Regions from separate parts of the Zea mays genome. Here all the other regions are linked to region 3. Evidence: chromatin contacts called from public Hi-C data. All regions are on one chromosome and are shown on one strand. The core of a region is the stretch at or near the end of the contact, and the rest is flanking DNA. Distances in the headings are between cores, read along the strand shown.

Evidence for each region. A called contact is a pair of places that touch in the nucleus more often than the background predicts.
Region 1: a Hi-C map of ear shows a contact between it and region 3, with 2.7 times the contacts expected there. The contact joins the promoter of LOC100285702 here to the promoter of LOC103643388 in region 3. A contact is called at or near these places in 2 of 25 Hi-C or Micro-C datasets (bundle sheath and ear).
Region 2: a Hi-C map of leaf shows a contact between it and region 3, with 9 times the contacts expected there. The contact joins the promoter of LOC100194236 here to the promoter of LOC103643388 in region 3. A contact is called at or near these places in 12 of 25 Hi-C or Micro-C datasets (bundle sheath, ear, endosperm and 5 more) and 1 of 3 datasets of contacts at active chromatin or transcription factors (leaf).

Annotation. Positions count from the first base shown.
Region 1 is chr1:231,540,454-231,543,153 of Zm-B73-REFERENCE-NAM-5.0, forward strand. It overlaps LOC100285702 (folylpolyglutamate synthase), which reads left to right and starts at 1,313. Exons shown (of 16, transcript NM_001158593.2): 1 at 1,313-1,572; 2 at 1,660-1,787; 3 at 1,877-1,942; 4 at 2,576-2,685. The coding sequence starts at 1,329.
Region 2 is chr1:231,416,164-231,418,939 of Zm-B73-REFERENCE-NAM-5.0, forward strand. LOC100194236 reads left to right here and starts at 1,276. Exons shown (of 11, transcript NM_001367049.1): 1 at 1,276-1,596; 2 at 1,854-1,966; 3 at 2,062-2,116; 4 at 2,221-2,276; 5 at 2,559-2,606. The coding sequence starts at 1,546.
Region 3 is chr1:231,143,606-231,146,512 of Zm-B73-REFERENCE-NAM-5.0, forward strand. LOC103643388 (apomucin) reads right to left here and starts at 1,483. Exons shown (of 5, transcript XM_008666551.4): 1 at 1,279-1,483; 2 at 842-1,168; 3 at 556-741; 4 at 1-435. The coding sequence starts at 1,348.

The DNA.
Region 1 (2,700 bases), core at 63-2,562, 400 kb after region 3:
ATCCCCATGGTTTGATTGCTTGCCTGCAACCTACGTCGTCGTGTGGCAAGGGCAAGCTAGGTTGTTGACACACTAATTAGTATCCCATACCAAGCCCACAATTAGAGCGTCATAAGAGTCACACTAGATTGATACCCCAATATGCCACGAGTCCATTAGAGTTGTTCTTTGTGAATCTTCTATAAGGATTGACCATAAGAGCCTCTAACAATCAATGATCAGAGTCGACAACAGTCACCGGTAGTCGTTCAATGTTCCTGCAAACTTCAAACCATATAGGTGGTGATAATCACTTCTAACTACCATAAGTTGCTCAACTAGTACCATAAGTTTCAAGAACAAAATGCACTAGACTATAAGTTCTCAAATCTCATCCAAATGATGATCCAAATGATGCAAATAAGTAAAGTGTGTTTCTTAGCTCTCAAGAAGTATGCACAAGTGAATGGGGTCATGAGGTGTCAGTCATGGCAGACCACAAAGTTCATTTATAGAACCCCAAAATAATCTATCAATTACCTTTTTAATGGGGCTAAAATTGGAGGCACGAGACATGTCCGGTGCACCGCTAATGCATGTACTTGACATTCTTGTGTGCTTCTGGCAATTATAATTCCAGCAACTGTAAACTAGTCGTTAGTGCGTGTGTTACAGTTGATGAACCTGATTACATGCTCTCCAAGTTCTCTATCCAGTGTGGTGTCAATGCAATACAGGATACATCCAATGGAATTGAAGTGGATGTGCTAGTTTACATGTTCTCTAAGTGCCCTACCTAGTACACCATCCGACGATCAGGTAAGGGAAATTTGGTGCACACTAGACTTTATCTATGCTAGCCTAAAAAACTATACAATATGTGTGAGCTTGCTTCATGTCCAGTGCACATGTCTAGTGCACCAGTGGACACGTTCGATACATTTGAAAAAGCTTTACCGAGAGCAATTTCTCATATCTTTCAAGCGTGATAACTCTCATATTTTGCTAAACATATTAGAGCATAGCTAACATTTTTCAAATTGTTTTCCATAAATATGTTTCCTTGCTCTGGAATGTGTCACTTAGCCTATATGCAATCTTAGACATACATGCAGTTTATTTTTCTTCTTCAATTGGTCGGCAGGATTCTTAATTTTGAGTGATTTTGTTTGCACTTCTAAGATTTTATAGAGCGTTTGCATTTCTATTGAAGTGCTACCTCTAGTATGATTTTTCCTTCTAACGATGATCGCATAAATGGCCCAATGGGCCAGCCAAAGCCCAGGCACGACTTTTTCGCCATAAAACTTGGCTGATCTGCTCCGCGCCACTCATCGAACATCGGAGAGATGCGCGCGGGCGGCGGCGCGCCTCCCCGACACGCACCACTCTCCCCGACCGCCTCCGCCACTGCCACGCTAGTACCCGCTTCTGTCGCCATGCCCACGCCGCGCCTCGTACACCTCCGCCACCTCCTCTCATTCCGCTCCGCCCTTCCCCGCCCGCTGGGTCCCAACCAAAGCCACCCGCTCCCCGGGTCGGTTCACCCGTCCCTTCTCCTCCCCCGTGCCATGGCTGGTGTCGCATACGCAGGTGAGCGATGACGAGCCAGCTGAGCCCGTACTGTTAAGTCTCCGTTGCCTTTCTGGCTTGTGAATCGATGGTGCGTGTGGAGCGCAGGTCTGGCGACGGGGTCGGCGGAATACGAGGAGGTGCTCGGGTGCCTCGCGTCGCTGATAACGCAGAAGGTGCGCGCGGACACCGGCAACCGCGGCAACCAGTGGGAGCTCATGTCCAAGTACGTCCAGGTGGGTGTCGCCGGGGTGTTTCCGTTTGGTTCGTGTCTCGGTGCCTTCTGCTGCTGTTGTTTCTGATTGAGGTGAGGTTGCGTTGTCAGATACTGGAACTGGAGGAATCCATCGCGCAGTTGAAAGTGGTTCACGTTGCTGGGACCAAAGGGAAGGTAACCGCTGCTTGTGTTGTTGCACCGTGGGGTTAGCTTTCTTATACAGTTCTGAACTGCTTCCGATGGAGTTAGCTATATATGCGGTTTTCAGTAACACACTTACTGGTGATCTTGCACAATCACCATTCATGACGGTAGTTGTTATGGAGTTATAACAATATCTCAGTGTGACAGTGACCAGTGCTGGATTCAATTTTTTTATGGAACACGCGGGAGAGCTGTGTATGTTTGTATTAAGAAGAGGATCCAGAACATTTGTTTCTGTTTGTCCTGTGTTTCCCTATAGAACAGTGGAGCCAGCATTTTACTGTCTTGTCATTAAAAAGAAAAGAGACATACAGGAGGAATCATGCGTCTTTAATTTCTGGGATACAGGGGGTATCTGAAATCATAATTGCAACCAGCAAAATCTTTATTGTAGAATTGGAAACCTCCATACCTGTGGAGTTTCTCTTTCCTGATAAATGGACTGGACTGCAAACTTTGTTTGCCAGACCAATGTAAATGAATGGAAGCTCTTTTGAGATTGTTCTAGCGCTCAATATACTGTGGAAACTCTATGCCTGTCTTGCAAAGGAAAACGTTTAAATGGATGCATCATGAGATCTCTTTATCTTTTCTATCCTTTAGGGTTCAACATGCACATTTGCTGAGTCAATCCTTCGATCATGTGGTTTCCACACTGGGCTCTTCACTTCACCACATTTGATGGATGTCCGCGAGCGATTTCGGCTTGATGGGTACTTTTCTTTGTT
Region 2 (2,776 bases), core at 26-2,525, 270 kb after region 3:
GGCAACACCATGATGGGTTCTTGCGTCGGTGACCCCTCCACTCTTCAATCAAACAACAACAATCTTGAATTTAACTAATTCTAAATTTAACAAATAAAAAATTTATCCTGTATTTTAGTCGATGATCTGACAATTATGTTATCGGTATATATATGCTCAAATGGACTTGGTTTGTTGGGTAGCTAGCTTATGGCTTGGCACGATTTAACCCAGCTCGTTGCCCATTGAGCTCATGTTGATCTGGCTCGGTCACCGTGAGCCTTAGGTGCGGCATATTGGGTTAGGCCTAACACGATCTATTTTTGTTTTTTCACTATTTTTTCATAAACTATCTATATTATGTTTGAGTATAGAGTATAAAAAATAAGAAAATATGTGTGTTGTGTTGACTAGGTTAGGTGGATGTGAATGTGTGTTTAGAGCCAACAACCATGATTTAAACTTTCACATCCAAACCCTTTAGATGTTGGGGTTTTAGAGCAACTCCAGTCAAACTCTCCCAAATTTTGACTCATCTATGTTTAAGTTAATTAGGAGGGTTGTTCGTTTCGAATTAAAGTATGCTGTTTGGATTGCTTCAGCTGCAATAATAGAGACAAAAATGCTGTAGAATGAGTAGAAGTTGATACAGATTAAATCCAATCGAACATGTTGGAAGAGAGGATGAGGTGCTTCTTGTTCCTAAATTTTGCCTTATTCATAGGGCATGTTTGGAACCTTTCTTTTGATGAGATTTTGTGAGAATCTGACTATGGGGATAATTCTAGTATTGTGTGATTACGTGCGAAGAAAAATGAAGGAGTCTAGGATCCATAATATAGAAAGTGAAGATTCCTACTATCGCCATGAATTGATCGATTATGTGATCACTGTCCGTGCGCCCCTGATGGAGCCACGCAGGGCGCAGCTCTGTTGGTGACAGATGAAGATGTTCGTACCCCGCCCCCACGGTACCTTATTTACACGTCCCCCCAGCCCTCTGCGAAACGGCAACAAACGCGCTCGTGAACGGTGGTGGTTCGAGCAGAGCGGCACGACGCGACCGCGCCTACCACGTTCAAACCGACCCAAACGGGACGCCCCTTTGCCCTCTTTTCCCTCGGTCTCCACCCGGCCCGCCGCTCACCGCTGCCAGCTTCTGCAGCTCGCACCGCTCCCGAGTCCGAGTCCAACAAGGCTTGAGCAGCCGACGCCACCCCGGTCGGTCGACCTCCCTCTCCCCACCGACACCGCGGGCCCGCACGCAGAGACCCCGCATGTCACCGTCTACACTCGGTGACGGCGCGAGCAGGTTTCCAGCCGCGAGCCCCGCGACTGATCTGAGCTCGTGCCTGGCTAGCTAGTAGATGTCTCCGACCGTTGCCTTTAAGCTCGCACGCGAACCGTCCCACACTCTGCGCAAGCCACTGCCGCTGCCGCTGCCGCCGCCGCCGCCGCCTTCAGTCTCCGTCTCCACCGGTGCCCTCGTCTCCCAGCCGCTGCCGCCGCCGCCGCCGCCCCGTGAGAGCCGGCGCAGCAATCCGGTTGCTTGGGGACGCAGCGAGGATGGGCAGCACCAGCGCGTTCGTCATCAGGTGGATCAACTTCTTCACCATGGTCAGTCTCAGCCCGGCCCACCTCCATCCTTCCTTGCTCTCCCTTCTCCCTTCTCCAATCGGAGGAGCCGTCCTGCTTTCGTTCGGCCTCGCTCGAGGCTGATTCTCGATTCCTGCTGTCCCGGCGGCTGATTGCTGTTTGCTGAAGTACACTTCCCCCCACCATTTTACTACACCCTATCTCTGCTCTGCTTACTAGTAGTTTCGTGGCAAATAACTTGTCGGTGTTACTTTCTCGCGCCGCTGTTCCTGGGACAGATACTGGCGCTACTGGTGGTGGGCTTCGGGTTCTGGATGAGCACCCACGACGACGAGTGCAGGCGGACCTTGACCGTCCCCGTCATCGCCCTCGGTGGAGTGATCTTCCTCATGTGCGCGTCACCGTCCCGTGGCATCATTATGACCTCGGCGAACTGTCACGCTCCCCGCTTTAACCTCTCTGCCTCACTGACGATCTGTGCTGCAGATCGCTCGTCGGATTCCTTGGTGCCTGGAAGAACATCTCCTGCTTGCTCTGGACAGTATCCTTCCTCCTCCAATTAACCGGTTGAGTGAAGCTTTAATCGCTTTGGTTCCTTGGTACTTTTTGGAGTGCCATCTGTTGCCTTGACGTGTGGGTGCCTAGTATCTGATCATGCTGTTCGTGGTCTTGGTGGCAATCATGGTGTTCACGGTGCTCGCGTAAGTCCCGCCGCTTAATAACTTGTGCCGCGATGGCATTGGCACCACGGCCTTTGTAGCTGATCACTTTGTAGCAATGATGGTGTACCATTTTGGACTTTGGAGTTATTACTCCCAAGTCCTGGTTCTCAATTAACTGTCTGACTTAGGGGTGTTTGTTTGGGATTATAATCTGCCCAGATTATATAATGCAACAAATTTTGAACTAACCCCTTAATAACCTTTTTTCAGCAGTTTGTTTGTAGCTGTGAGGAACTCATTCTTGGTTTTCTACTGCTGCAGGTTTATCATAACAAACTCCGGAAGTGGCCATACTGTTCCTGGGGCTAGGTATGTGGATGACTGGATGTTAGTATTTTCATAGAAAGATCATGACCCTGCGAGTTCCAGCTCTACAGTACGGAAACTTACGGATAGGGGATAGTAGCCTAAACCGATCTACCCACCGCTACATACAGGTTTTGAGCTTTTTTTCCATGACCTCACAGTTTAAAAATGTC
Region 3 (2,907 bases), core at 233-2,732:
TGCCGTACCCAGTGGTGCCCGCGGCCGCCGACTTGATCTTGTCGGTGTACCCTGCGCCTCTCGTCGCATCCGTGGCCTCGGGGGCCGCTCCGCGCTCCTCCGTGCGGGTGTTCGACGCCGGCGTTGCCTCCGTGCGTTCGTCGCCGCGCTTCCCCACGCCCACAGCCGTGGTGACGCCGGCAACCTTCTCATACACCGTGCTCGCTAGCTTCTTGCCGTACTCCGTGGTGCCGGCAGCCGCGTTCTTGAGAGTGTCCGTGTAGCTAGCGCCACCGCCACCGCCACCGTCCGCACCGCGCACCGTGTCCGCGGCCTTGTCTTTCCACTCCTCTGCTTTGGCGCCTTTCTTGCCCGCGCCCACGTGCGTCGGGTCGTCGGATAAGCTCATGGTCTCAAACTGCCGCACCACGGGCGTCGTACCTATGTCCTCACCCTCTGCAGATTAGCACATCGACGAGAAGGAAACGTGTCACTTGCGAGCGCAACACGAGTAGAGTGCCAAACAAAAGATGGAACAGAGTGCCATGATCGAGTTCGAGTCGGCGTGTGCCATACCTCGCGCGGTGGGCGTCGTGGAGCGCGGCGCGGCTGGATCCTCGACGACGGGGCCGCCGATATCACCGAGCCGCACCCTAGGTGCGGAGCCGTCGCCCTCCACCTCCTGCACCGCCGGTGTCCACGCCGGCTGATCGTACTCGGCGATGAGGTCCTGCACGGCGGGTGCCCTCGCCGACTCGTACACTGCAGACGGACGGATCGCGCAGACACGTAAGTACACAAAGACTTCTTGTGACCGAATCAGCCTAGCACCCGGTGCCGATTAACAGGTAGGAGCACTTACTCGGCGCGCCGTGCAGCTCGGGGTTGGGCTCCGGCTCCATGACGAGGGGCTTGTCCTCGACATCTTCCATGTAGCCGCCCTTCTCCAGCGCGGCCTCCCTCTCCGCCGCGTCCTCCTCCGCCTCCTCGCTGCTGTCGCTGCCGGCGTCCGCGTCTCCCATGCGCTCGCCGCCGCCGTGCTCACCGTCGTGGCCGTGGCCGTGGCCGGCGAGGGTGTTCTTGATCTTCTTCACCTTCTCCTTCACCTTCTTCAGCACGGCCGGCTTGTGCTGCTTCTCGTCGCGGTGCAGCTGGGCCTGGGCCTGGGCCCCGGCTCCTTCGTCCTCAGCTGCACGCGCGGCATCACAGAGTAAGGTGAGAGAGAGGACGCGTAGTTCTTAGTGCATACTAGCGATCGACTGGGTTGGCCGGCGGGGTCGTAGCTTAATAATAACTCACCTTCGCCGATGTTCCGGAGGCCGAAGTCATCGGGGACTTGCTTGCGCGCGAACATGGCCGGAGCGTCCATCGCCGTCGACGTCGCGACACAGAGCCGCTGTTTTTGGGATCGTGATCGGTGGTCCTGAATATCTGGCTGCTTATAGCGAGCTTGACTGGCAATGGCGAGAGTTGGTGCGTGGGTTGAGGGGTGCTCGACGATGAGGAGGATATAATAGGAGCGGGCCGGGGAGGCGAGGGCCACCTCGACGCACACGTGGTTTATGGCCGGGAGGGCAGGCGGACGCGTGGCGGGTGCAGAAACTGCCGTGCTTCGGTTGGGCTTGGGCAGGGAGAAGCGACTGGAACTTTGGAATGGGATGATCACGCTTGATGAGATCTCGTGGTCTCGTGGCCCGTCAGGTGGCGGCCTGGCGGGGCATGGGCACGCCGGTGGGGGGCATGCAACCCCACCGTGCCGCGTCGATCCTTTGCCTGCTTCAGTGCTTCTGCTTGTCGGCATACCGTATTTGGATGTTTGGATGAGGCCGGTTGAGGTGTGCACCCAGACCCTGATTTCTGCTCCTGGGACTCTGGAGGCTGCCTGGCTCGGACCTGGCCCCTGGGATAACTTTTCTCTCCTATCCGAGGCGGTCTATTGATCTATTCCATTCACTTCGCTTGACCAATTTCTGATGTGGCCTCTGGGCTGTGTGTGCCTGTGCACAGCCTGTTTGACTTCACTAGACCGTTTCTCCGGTGGGCTGTGCCTGTGCGCGGCCTGCTTCATGCGGAATTCTTTCTTCTTTGATGACATGTATGGGGAAATCTTTCTGTACTCCCAATTGCGCTCTTGTCTTGGGTGCCAGGGCCACTGCCACTGCTTCAACTTCAAGTACAAGTACCGGAGCACCAGGGTACGCCGGCCGAATATTGCATCGGAGTCACCCACGGAATAGAGCATGACAATATCTATGATCAAGTAGAATTGAACTTGAACATAGCGAAGCTCTTCCACGAGTTTTTGCTCTGCATATGTGCCATTCGTTCTGACATTTATATGAATTTTTATGCGTCTTTTTGACATAGAAGATATCACAACAAATTAGAATTCTAATATTAAACAAAAACATCTTACCAAATGATTTAAGACTAAAAATCTCAATGATGAATATTTATTCGGGCAGATAAGTGACGGGTACGGATATTATTTGCCGGATACATGTGGATACTTGATACTTGTTGGATAATGCATGAATTGCTTATTTATTAACTAGAATCTAGTTCGCGTGTAAGACAGTTGCACCAGGAGTATTGTATAGGCCATAAATCAGTATGACAATATAGTCCATGTCCAACACAATAGTTCGACTGTAATGACAAAATTCGAATCACATAATAATCTAATATAGCATAGGATATTTTTTTTCAAATGACATAAGATAGTCTAATGCGACATAAGATAGTACAACACATATGATATATAGTCTTTAATAAGATATGGGGTATTGGAGTTGATATGTGATGTATAGTCTGCTACTTTGATGTAAACTAGACATTATTTAAATAATTTCGACATGAATATGTTCATACAAAAATGTAATGTGCTACAAAGTTGTAGATCTCTTCAAGTTATACAACTTTCATGTA